2 separate regions of the Mus musculus genome follow, and region 2 is linked to region 1. A link is a contact called in public promoter capture Hi-C data. All regions are on one chromosome and are shown on one strand. The core of a region is the stretch at or near the end of the contact, and the rest is flanking DNA. Distances in the headings are between cores, read along the strand shown.

The links. Capture Hi-C pulls out chosen DNA fragments and counts their contacts.
Region 2: a contact with region 1 is called in a promoter capture Hi-C map of liver. The contact joins the promoter of F2rl3 here to the promoter of Sin3b in region 1. A contact is called at or near these places in 8 of 39 promoter capture datasets (the C10 cell line, cranial neural crest, embryonic stem cells and 5 more), 1 of 484 Hi-C or Micro-C datasets (granulocyte-monocyte progenitors), 7 of 115 datasets of contacts at active chromatin or transcription factors (the 230-238 cell line, the SCID.adh cell line, effector CD8 T cells and 2 more) and 3 of 9 other capture datasets (adipose tissue, liver and pancreatic islet).

Annotation. Positions count from the first base shown.
Region 1 is chr8:72,721,870-72,726,253 of GRCm38.p6, forward strand. It overlaps Sin3b (transcriptional regulator, SIN3B (yeast)), which reads left to right and starts at 1,401. Exons shown (of 19, transcript NM_009188.4): 1 at 1,401-1,539; 2 at 2,175-2,281; 3 at 3,668-3,821. The coding sequence starts at 1,441.
Region 2 is chr8:72,759,207-72,763,202 of GRCm38.p6, forward strand. It overlaps F2rl3 (coagulation factor II (thrombin) receptor-like 3), which reads left to right and starts at 2,453. Exons shown (of 2, transcript NM_007975.4): 1 at 2,453-2,808; 2 at 3,053-3,996. The coding sequence starts at 2,697.

The DNA of each region.
Region 1 (4,384 bases), core at 151-2,650:
ATCACATGTGTACCACATGTGCCTAGTGTCTACAGAGGTCAGTGAAGGTGCCAGATCTCCTGAAATTGGAGTTACAAGCAGTTGTGAGCCACTATGTAGGTGTTTGGAACGGAGGATAGGTCAGCCTGGAAGCAGAGGTCCCATGATCCAGGTTTGCACACATTTGTGAACGGAATCAAGGAATGTCACTCTGAGAGGAGTTAATGGGTAAAGAGCTTGCTCTAAGCAAGCAGGAGGATCCAGACTAGGGGCTGTGACCCCAGCACTACTGTGGAGACAGGTGGACCCATGGCCACTGTATCAAGTGAAGACAATGAGCTACAGGTTCAGTAAGAGATGCTGCCCCCAAAACACAAGGGCTGGGTGATAAAAGATTGTGCCCATCTCTGGTCTCTGTACACACACACACACACACACACACACACACACACACACAGGAGTGAGTTTACCTACACATATGTACACACACGTGCACACACACACATACACACCCAGTGCAAGAATTCAGTCCACATGGCTCTTGAATGGATGCTGCTCACCTACAGCCCATTGCTGTATCAACCTCACAGAATAGACATTCAGAAACTTGTTCCAGAAAGCACCAGAGCCTTGCAAATATCACTATTGAGGTCTTGGGTCAACACAGACATCTAAGCTTGTTTTCCCTCTCTCTCTTTTTGAGACAAGGTCAACACCTAACTGTCATTTTTTTTTTTAAAGATGCAGTCTTTTTTCTTTTTTTTTTTTTAAGTTTTATTTATTTAATGTATTTGAGTACACTACAGTGAAGGTTGTGAGCCTTCATGTGACTGCTGGGAATTGAATTTTAGGACCTCTGCTCGCTCCTGCCAACCCTGCTCGCTCCTGCCCAAAGACTTACTTATGATTATAAATAAGTAAACTGTAGCTGTCTTCAGATGCACCAGAAGAAGGCGTCAGATCTCATTACGAGTGGTTGTGAGCCACCATGTATTTGCTGGGATTTGAACTAAGGACCTTCGGAAGAGCAGTCGGTGCTCTTACCGTTGAGCGTTGAGCCATCTCTCCAGCCCCTAGAGATGCAGTCTTAACTATGTACCCCAGTTTAGGTTAGACCTCTCAGTGGTCTCCTCTCAGACTCCCCGGTACTGAGATCACAAGCGAGCCTGCACACTGAAATGTGAAGTTTATAGAATTAATGCGTTTTGAAATATTCTTCAACTTTGCTTTACTTTCTTTCCCTCCAACAAAACAAATCAAAAAACACTTTAGGCCTTCCAGGTGGCCACAGACCCCCAGGGCACATAAGTTGAGAAAGACCTCCCGCCCCGTCCAGCAAGGCCCTTATGTGGACACTCCCCTATTTGACGCCACGAGTCTCCACCCCCTAGGAGGCGGGGCCCGCGCAAGCGCGACCAGGGCTCAGGCGGAGGCGGGGCAGAAGCGGCTCTGACTTCCAACATGGCGCATGCAGGCAGCGGAGGCTCCGCGGGCCGGGGATTCGGTGGCTCCCGCTGGGGTCGTTCGGGCTCCGGAGGGCACGAGAAGCTGCCGGTGCACGTGAGTGATGTCCTTAGCCTCTTCCTGGGGACTCGGACCCCCGCGGGGATGGCGCCCCGCCGTGCGGCCCCGCCTTGGCCTCCTCTCTGCGCAGCCGGGCCCGGGGACCCCACACCCCTTCCGCGGAATCCTTCGGTCTTCGCGGCAGCCCCTCGGTTTCCCCCTAACAATTCATTTCCGCCGCTCCTCGGACTTCTCAGAGATACAGAGGTCTTTCTCGACATCTCTCAGTCATTCCTGCGATCCCTGTCATCCCCGGGACCCTTCGGTGCACCCCGAAAACCTTCGATCCTCCTAGTTGGCCCGTAGTTTCCCTTTTACGCCCCTCGGTCTTCCAAGGGATTTCGCGTCCTCCTCGAGACCCTTCGGTCGTCCCCGCCGGTCCTCGGTCCAACCCGGAACTCCTCGAGGCCCCTCGGGACTACCCGCAGGCTCTCGGGACTACCCGCAGGCTCTTGGTCCTACCCGCAGGCTCTCGGTCCTTCTAGTCGGACGTCGGCCCTCCCAGTAACACCGCAGTTATCCTCGCGGCCCTCTGCTGCCCCGTGCCACCCCTCTTCTATCCCTGGCCTTCCAGCCATCAGTCACTGCATCGCGCGACCCTGGCCCACCTCTGGCCTTCTTGTTCCCCACAGGTGGAGGACGCTCTCACCTACCTCGACCAGGTGAAGATCCGCTTTGGCAGTGACCCTGCCACCTACAACGGCTTCCTGGAGATCATGAAGGAGTTCAAAAGCCAGAGGTAATCTGCAGGGCCTTGTACACCCAGGAGCTGGGGGCTGAGCCCTCTAACCCCCAAACCAACTACACTGTGTCTCCTCAGCTGTTAATCATGCACAGGATTGGAGGGCCCTGGGAATCTCTTCTAAAACAGTCGCAAGATGAGGTGGTTCTGAGGAACTGATGGGATTCCTGGAAGGGGTGAAGGAATTGGGGAATCGAGGCCTGAACAGGGAGTGTTGGGTGTAGTCTTTATTTAAAATGTTGATTTGGGGGTGGGTAAGATGTCCCAGAGGGTAGCAGTGCCAGCCACCAAGCCTGACCACCCGAGTTTCAGCCCTAGAGAGATGAGAATTAACTCCTACAAGTTGTTGACCTGCCCTTGAGATCTGTGGTACATGCCCAAATACAGAAAATAAATGGGGTACAGATTTTGATTGTTTGGGGAAGCATTTTTTGTTAATACTGCAGGAAAATATTACTTATGATCTCTTAGCTCTTGTCCCTACGATGCTTTTCAATAGCACTTACTAATCTGGAACCAGTGTGGTATGAACAGGAACTGTTTTGTAGACACAGAGCAGTTAGGCGTATTGGGTTGTTTCTGAGTTAATGTCCGTGTCTTCTAGAATCTTCTGGGAGGTGTGGCTTGGTTTAGGTAAGGGACTCATCCTAGTGACAGGTGGGTGGAGCTAGAACCCAGGCTGTCAGTCAGACCGCTTCCCACAGATCTTGGTACTGACCTGCCTGTCTGCTCTCAGGAAGTGTAGACGGCCTGGGCTGGTTTCTTGTGGATATTCAGGGTACTGAAGCCAGAAGAAGACCCTCATGTCATTTCAACTTTACCAGTCCCCTAACTTGAAGGCTCTGGTGTTTAAACACTTCCTTTAGTAAAAAAATGAAAGTGTATCCTTACCTTTCCCTAATTCATAAAATATGAGGGAATTTCTCACATTGCTTGGAGAACTGTGTCCTGTTGAGTCTCAGCCCAGCACCTAACTCTTGAGACATCTTCAGAATTGGGCCCAGGAGCTCAAATGGCCTGGAAATATAGTTATGTAGTGTGTTATATACATCACACACACACACACACACAAAACTATCATGTATATAGTTATGTCTAGTTATAGTTCTTGCTAGACCTAGCCACAGGTGATTTTACATGGTGGGGCCCATTTGTTCAGTTGGGCATAGTGGTGCATACCTTTAATCTCAGGCAGAGGCAAGCATATGGAGGTCATCAGGGCTATACAGAGAAACCCTGTCTCTAAGGGAACAAACAAAACAACATGGTGGGGCCCATTTTCAGAGTCTTCGCCGTCAACTAAGCCTGGGCTGAGGTGATCTCGAGGGCATCTGGGGGAGTTCACTCTTAGGACTCTTGCCCACTTGTGTTTCTTTTTTCCAGCATCGACACTCCTGGTGTGATCAGGCGTGTGTCCCAGCTCTTCCATGAGCACCCTGACCTCATCGTGGGGTTTAATGCTTTCCTTCCGCTTGGATACCGTATAGACATTCCCAAGAACGGCAAGCTGAACATCCAGTCGCCGCTGAGCAGCCAGGTAGGCTTCGCTTGAGTGATGTGGACCTCGAGAGTCGCACCCACAGGGAGCACAGCTAGGCATTTGTGATGTTGCTGGAAGCCTTTGTACAACCTATTCTTTTTCTAGGTTCTCTAGTGCATGACCAGACAAACACAGAGACAGCCTTTTCGTCCCATCAAGTATAGTGGCTGGGGTGTGGTTCAGTGTGGAATAGTACACTTAGCACGGGCAAAGTCCTGGGTTTAGTCCCCAGCAGGTGGGGGTGGGCGTTTGGGAGGAGATTTCAGGATCATTGAATCACTAGTCACTGAGGTCTGGCCTCCAGGCTTTCCCAATAAGTCTACCAGGCCAAGTACGTATGCACTGCCATCTTATGGCTTCCATTGATCTCAGGCCACCAGTAAAGTCGAGATAGTTGAGCTATGTGCATGGGAATAAGTGTTTCTTTCACTGTGTCATAGGATTGTCAAATGCTCTTTTCTCAGCTCAGGTTGGGCTCTGCAGCCTGCTGTCTGTAGTTCTCCACGTTGCTACTCTCACCTTAGCTTAGACAGTCTGAACCTCATCCTCATTCCTTAGTC
Region 2 (3,996 bases), core at 1,203-3,702, 38 kb after region 1:
GTGGATGTGGTGAATGCCCTTCCTTATTTAGGGCTGGAACCGGAGACCTTTCTGTCCTCAGCAAGCCTTGCCCTTACATGTCTCAATGCTGATCCTGATGGACACCCCTCCTCACCTGCTTCTCCCTCCACCCCACCCTGGACACAAACATCCTGGTCCAGACCCCACCCCCCCCTCTGTGTGTGTGTGTGTGACTAGCCTCAGCTCCAGACACAGAAGCTTTTGGGTCACATACACTTAGCAAACCTCCATTCCCTGGTTGTCCCTGAGAAGGCTGGATCCTCCATACCCCTGGCATTTCAAGCCTGTTTCCACTCCAGGGCCTAAGCTATAGGACTGCTCTGCTCATTCACATCCTGCTTGCTTAGGGCTGATGAGGCTGGAAATGGCTGTGCTGGCCTTTGCTCCTCCATCCTAAATGGGTTTCATGTTTCTACACTTTGGCCCCCAGAATCCAGCACACCCTCAGAGACTAGCCTTTTCCTCCAAGGGCACAGGGGTCCTTGAAAGCAGACTTGTGTTTTACATTGCTAGGCATGAACCTGGGTTTTCAGCATGCAGAGTGGCACTGAGCTCCACTCCCTCAGATATGTGTGTACCTGCCTCTCTGAACCTCAGTCTCTTCTCCCCCTTCCCCACCCCTTTGCGGAAAGCTTTGTGTATGTGCATGCAGAGGGCAGAGGTCTAAGTGCTGTGTCTTCCCCTAGCACTCAACTTTATTTTCGGGACAGGGTGTCTCTCTGAATCTGGAGCTCACTGATGGGCTATGTGTACTGACCAGTGAACCTTCAGGACCCCTCTCTCTCCAGCTGCGGTTTACAGATGTGTTCTGCCATGCTCAGCTTGCTTACATGGGTGCTGGGGATTTGAACTCAGGTCCTTATGCTTTCACAGTAACATCTCCATACCAACCCTCTTCCAACCAGTTATTGTGGACTGTTTGTCATCACATAGCCCAGGCTGCACTCAAAATTGCAATTCTCCTGCCTCAGCCTCCAAATGCTGAGATAACAGACTTGCCCACCACCTCATCTGAACACAGAGTCCCCAATTGAGCAGTGCCTGTAACAACTCCCCAAAGTGTCTAGGACACCAAGGCAGCTCAGGGCCCTCTGCTGAGGTCAGGCCACCTACTGCACAGGTCACACCTGGAGCTTTGAGGGCCAGTGACTGGTGCCTCCAAGGGTCCCCACACTCAAACACTTACACTGAATGCCTTACAGCAGGCATATGGAAGGGCATAGACCCCACGCTCACACAGGGGCCTCATTCCTGAATCTCACTTTACTCCTGGCAAGGAGCTGGAACAAGAGAGGCATCCAGATGGCAGGGTGACCCCATCTTAGGGTTTCAGTTGCTGCAACAAAACGCTGTGGCCAAAAACGCAGGTTGAGAAGGAACAAGTTTATTTGGCTTACAGTTTTATATCACTGTTCATTTTTGAAGGTAATCAGGACCGGAACTCCTACAGGGCAGGAACCTGGAGGCAGGAGCTGATGCAGAGGCCAGGGAGGGGTGGGTGCTCCTTACTGGCTTGTTCCCCATGGCTTGCTCAGCCTGCTTTCTTATAGAAGCCAGGACCACCAGCCCAGGGATGGTACCACCCGCAATAGGGCTGGGCCCTCCCCCATTGATCACTAGTTGAGAAAATGTCTTACAGCTGACTCTCATGGATACATTTCCTCAATTGAGGCTTCTTCTCTGATGACTCTAGTGTATGTCAAGTTGATACACAAAACCAGCTAGCACATCCCCCAAGAGGACTTAGGGTACTCTGGACAACAACAATTGTTGATATGGCTTTAGCTTTCACTTACATCTGTCTGTCCGTCCGTCTGGAGACAGGGTCTCACTATGTAGTCCTGGCTGTCCTGGAACTTATTACATAGACCAGGCTATCCTTGAACTCACAGAGATCTGCCTACCTTGGCTTCCTAGAGTGCTGGGATTAAAGGCTGTGCCACCATGCCTACCCTAATTTATGTGTATGTGTGCTTGTGTGTGTATTCAGATGCCAAGATGTACATATGGAAGCCAGAGGACAGAGCCAGAGAGTGGGAGTTCACCCTCTCCCTCCACCATGTGGGCCCTGCATATCGAATGCAGGCCATCAGGCTTGGTGGCAAGCACCTTCTTTACCTGCTGGCATTGTGTGTCGCTTGTTGGTCTGCTTTAACAGAGCCAGGATGCACTGGGATGAGTTATTGTCTTGCCAGCCACAGATAGGAAATAGTGGGTGGCTTCTGGAAGGGCTAAGAATCCCACATGGTGATGACTTGGAGGAAGGCTGGATTGTTATCTAAACAGGAGCTGTGTTACTAGCCAGCAGGAAGTGGCCACTTGATCCACAGATGTTTCCTGGGCTGGGTGAGGTGGGGGATGTTGTGGAGATTTGGTAGGGGGTGGGGAGTAAGGCTGAAGCCTAGGACTCTTTTCTCCCATCCTTGGCCCAGTTCTTTATGAGACATTTTGGAGAGAGAGACCTAGGCAGGACACCCAGACCTCCTGAGTGCACACAGGGACCTTCGATGGGCTCCAGGGTGAGCAAGCAGATCCCAATGGGTCTATGGGGGTGGGAGCTCTGCTGTCTCCCCGAAGGTGCAGTTGCTCCCCACAAGGACTCCGGAAGCCGAGGGTGGAGTTGACAGGGCAGGAAGTCCCAGGCTGCAGCCCAGAAAGCTTCTGATCCTGGCAGCATGTGCTGGCCGCTGCTGTATCCTTTGGTGCTGGGGCTCAGCATCAGCCTGGCAGAGGGCATCCAGACCCCCAGCATCTACGATGATGTAGAGAGTACCAGGGGAAGCCATGGTGAGTGACTGTGTCCCTTAAAGGGGTGGATCAGAAATGGAGCTATTGCTGAGCAGGCTTACAGTCTTAGGTCCCTAAACTCCATGCCTTTGGGACTGGGTTGTATCCTTCCATTAACTGAGTGCTGGAGTGGGGACACTGAGGCACCCACAATGCCTAAGACTCTCAAGGCTATTCTCCTTCATCTTGTATCCCTAAAGGCAGGGCAGAGCAGTGGTTGACTGATGTCCCCTCTCTCCCACAGAAGGCCCTCTGGGTCCCACAGTAGAACTCAAGGAGCCGAAGTCCTCAGACAAGCCTAATCCACGAGGCTACCCGGGCAAATTCTGTGCCAACGACAGTGACACGCTGGAGCTCCCGGCCAGCTCTCAAGCACTGCTGCTGGGGTGGGTCCCCACGAGGCTGGTACCTGCCCTCTATGGGCTTGTGGTGGCTGTGGGGCTGCCTGCCAATGGGCTGGCGCTGTGGGTGCTGGCCACAAGGGTGCCACGCCTGCCATCCACCATTCTGCTCATGAACCTGGCAGTGGCTGATCTGCTGTTGGCCCTGGTGCTGCCACCACGACTGGCTTACCACTTGCGTGGCCAGCGCTGGCCATTTGGTGAGGCTGCCTGCCGGGTGGCCACAGCTGCCCTCTATGGCCACATGTATGGTTCAGTGTTGCTGCTGGCTGCAGTCAGCTTGGACAGATACCTGGCCCTGGTGCATCCTTTGCGGGCCCGTGCACTGCGTGGTCAACGCCTCACTACTGGACTCTGTTTGGTGGCCTGGCTCTCTGCAGCCACCCTGGCCTTGCCTCTCACTCTGCATCGGCAGACCTTCCGATTAGCTGGCTCCGATCGCATGCTGTGTCATGATGCGCTGCCCCTGACTGAGCAGACCTCCCACTGGAGACCGGCCTTCATCTGCCTGGCTGTCCTGGGCTGCTTCGTGCCACTGCTGGCCATGGGCCTGTGCTATGGAGCCACCCTTCGTGCACTGGCGGCCAATGGCCAGCGCTACAGCCATGCACTCAGACTGACAGCCCTGGTACTGTTCTCGGCAGTGGCCTCTTTCACACCTAGCAATGTGCTGCTGGTGCTGCACTATTCAAACCCGAGCCCTGAGGCCTGGGGCAATCTCTATGGAGCCTATGTGCCCAGCCTGGCACTCAGCACCCTCAACAGCTGCGTAGACCCTTTCATCTAC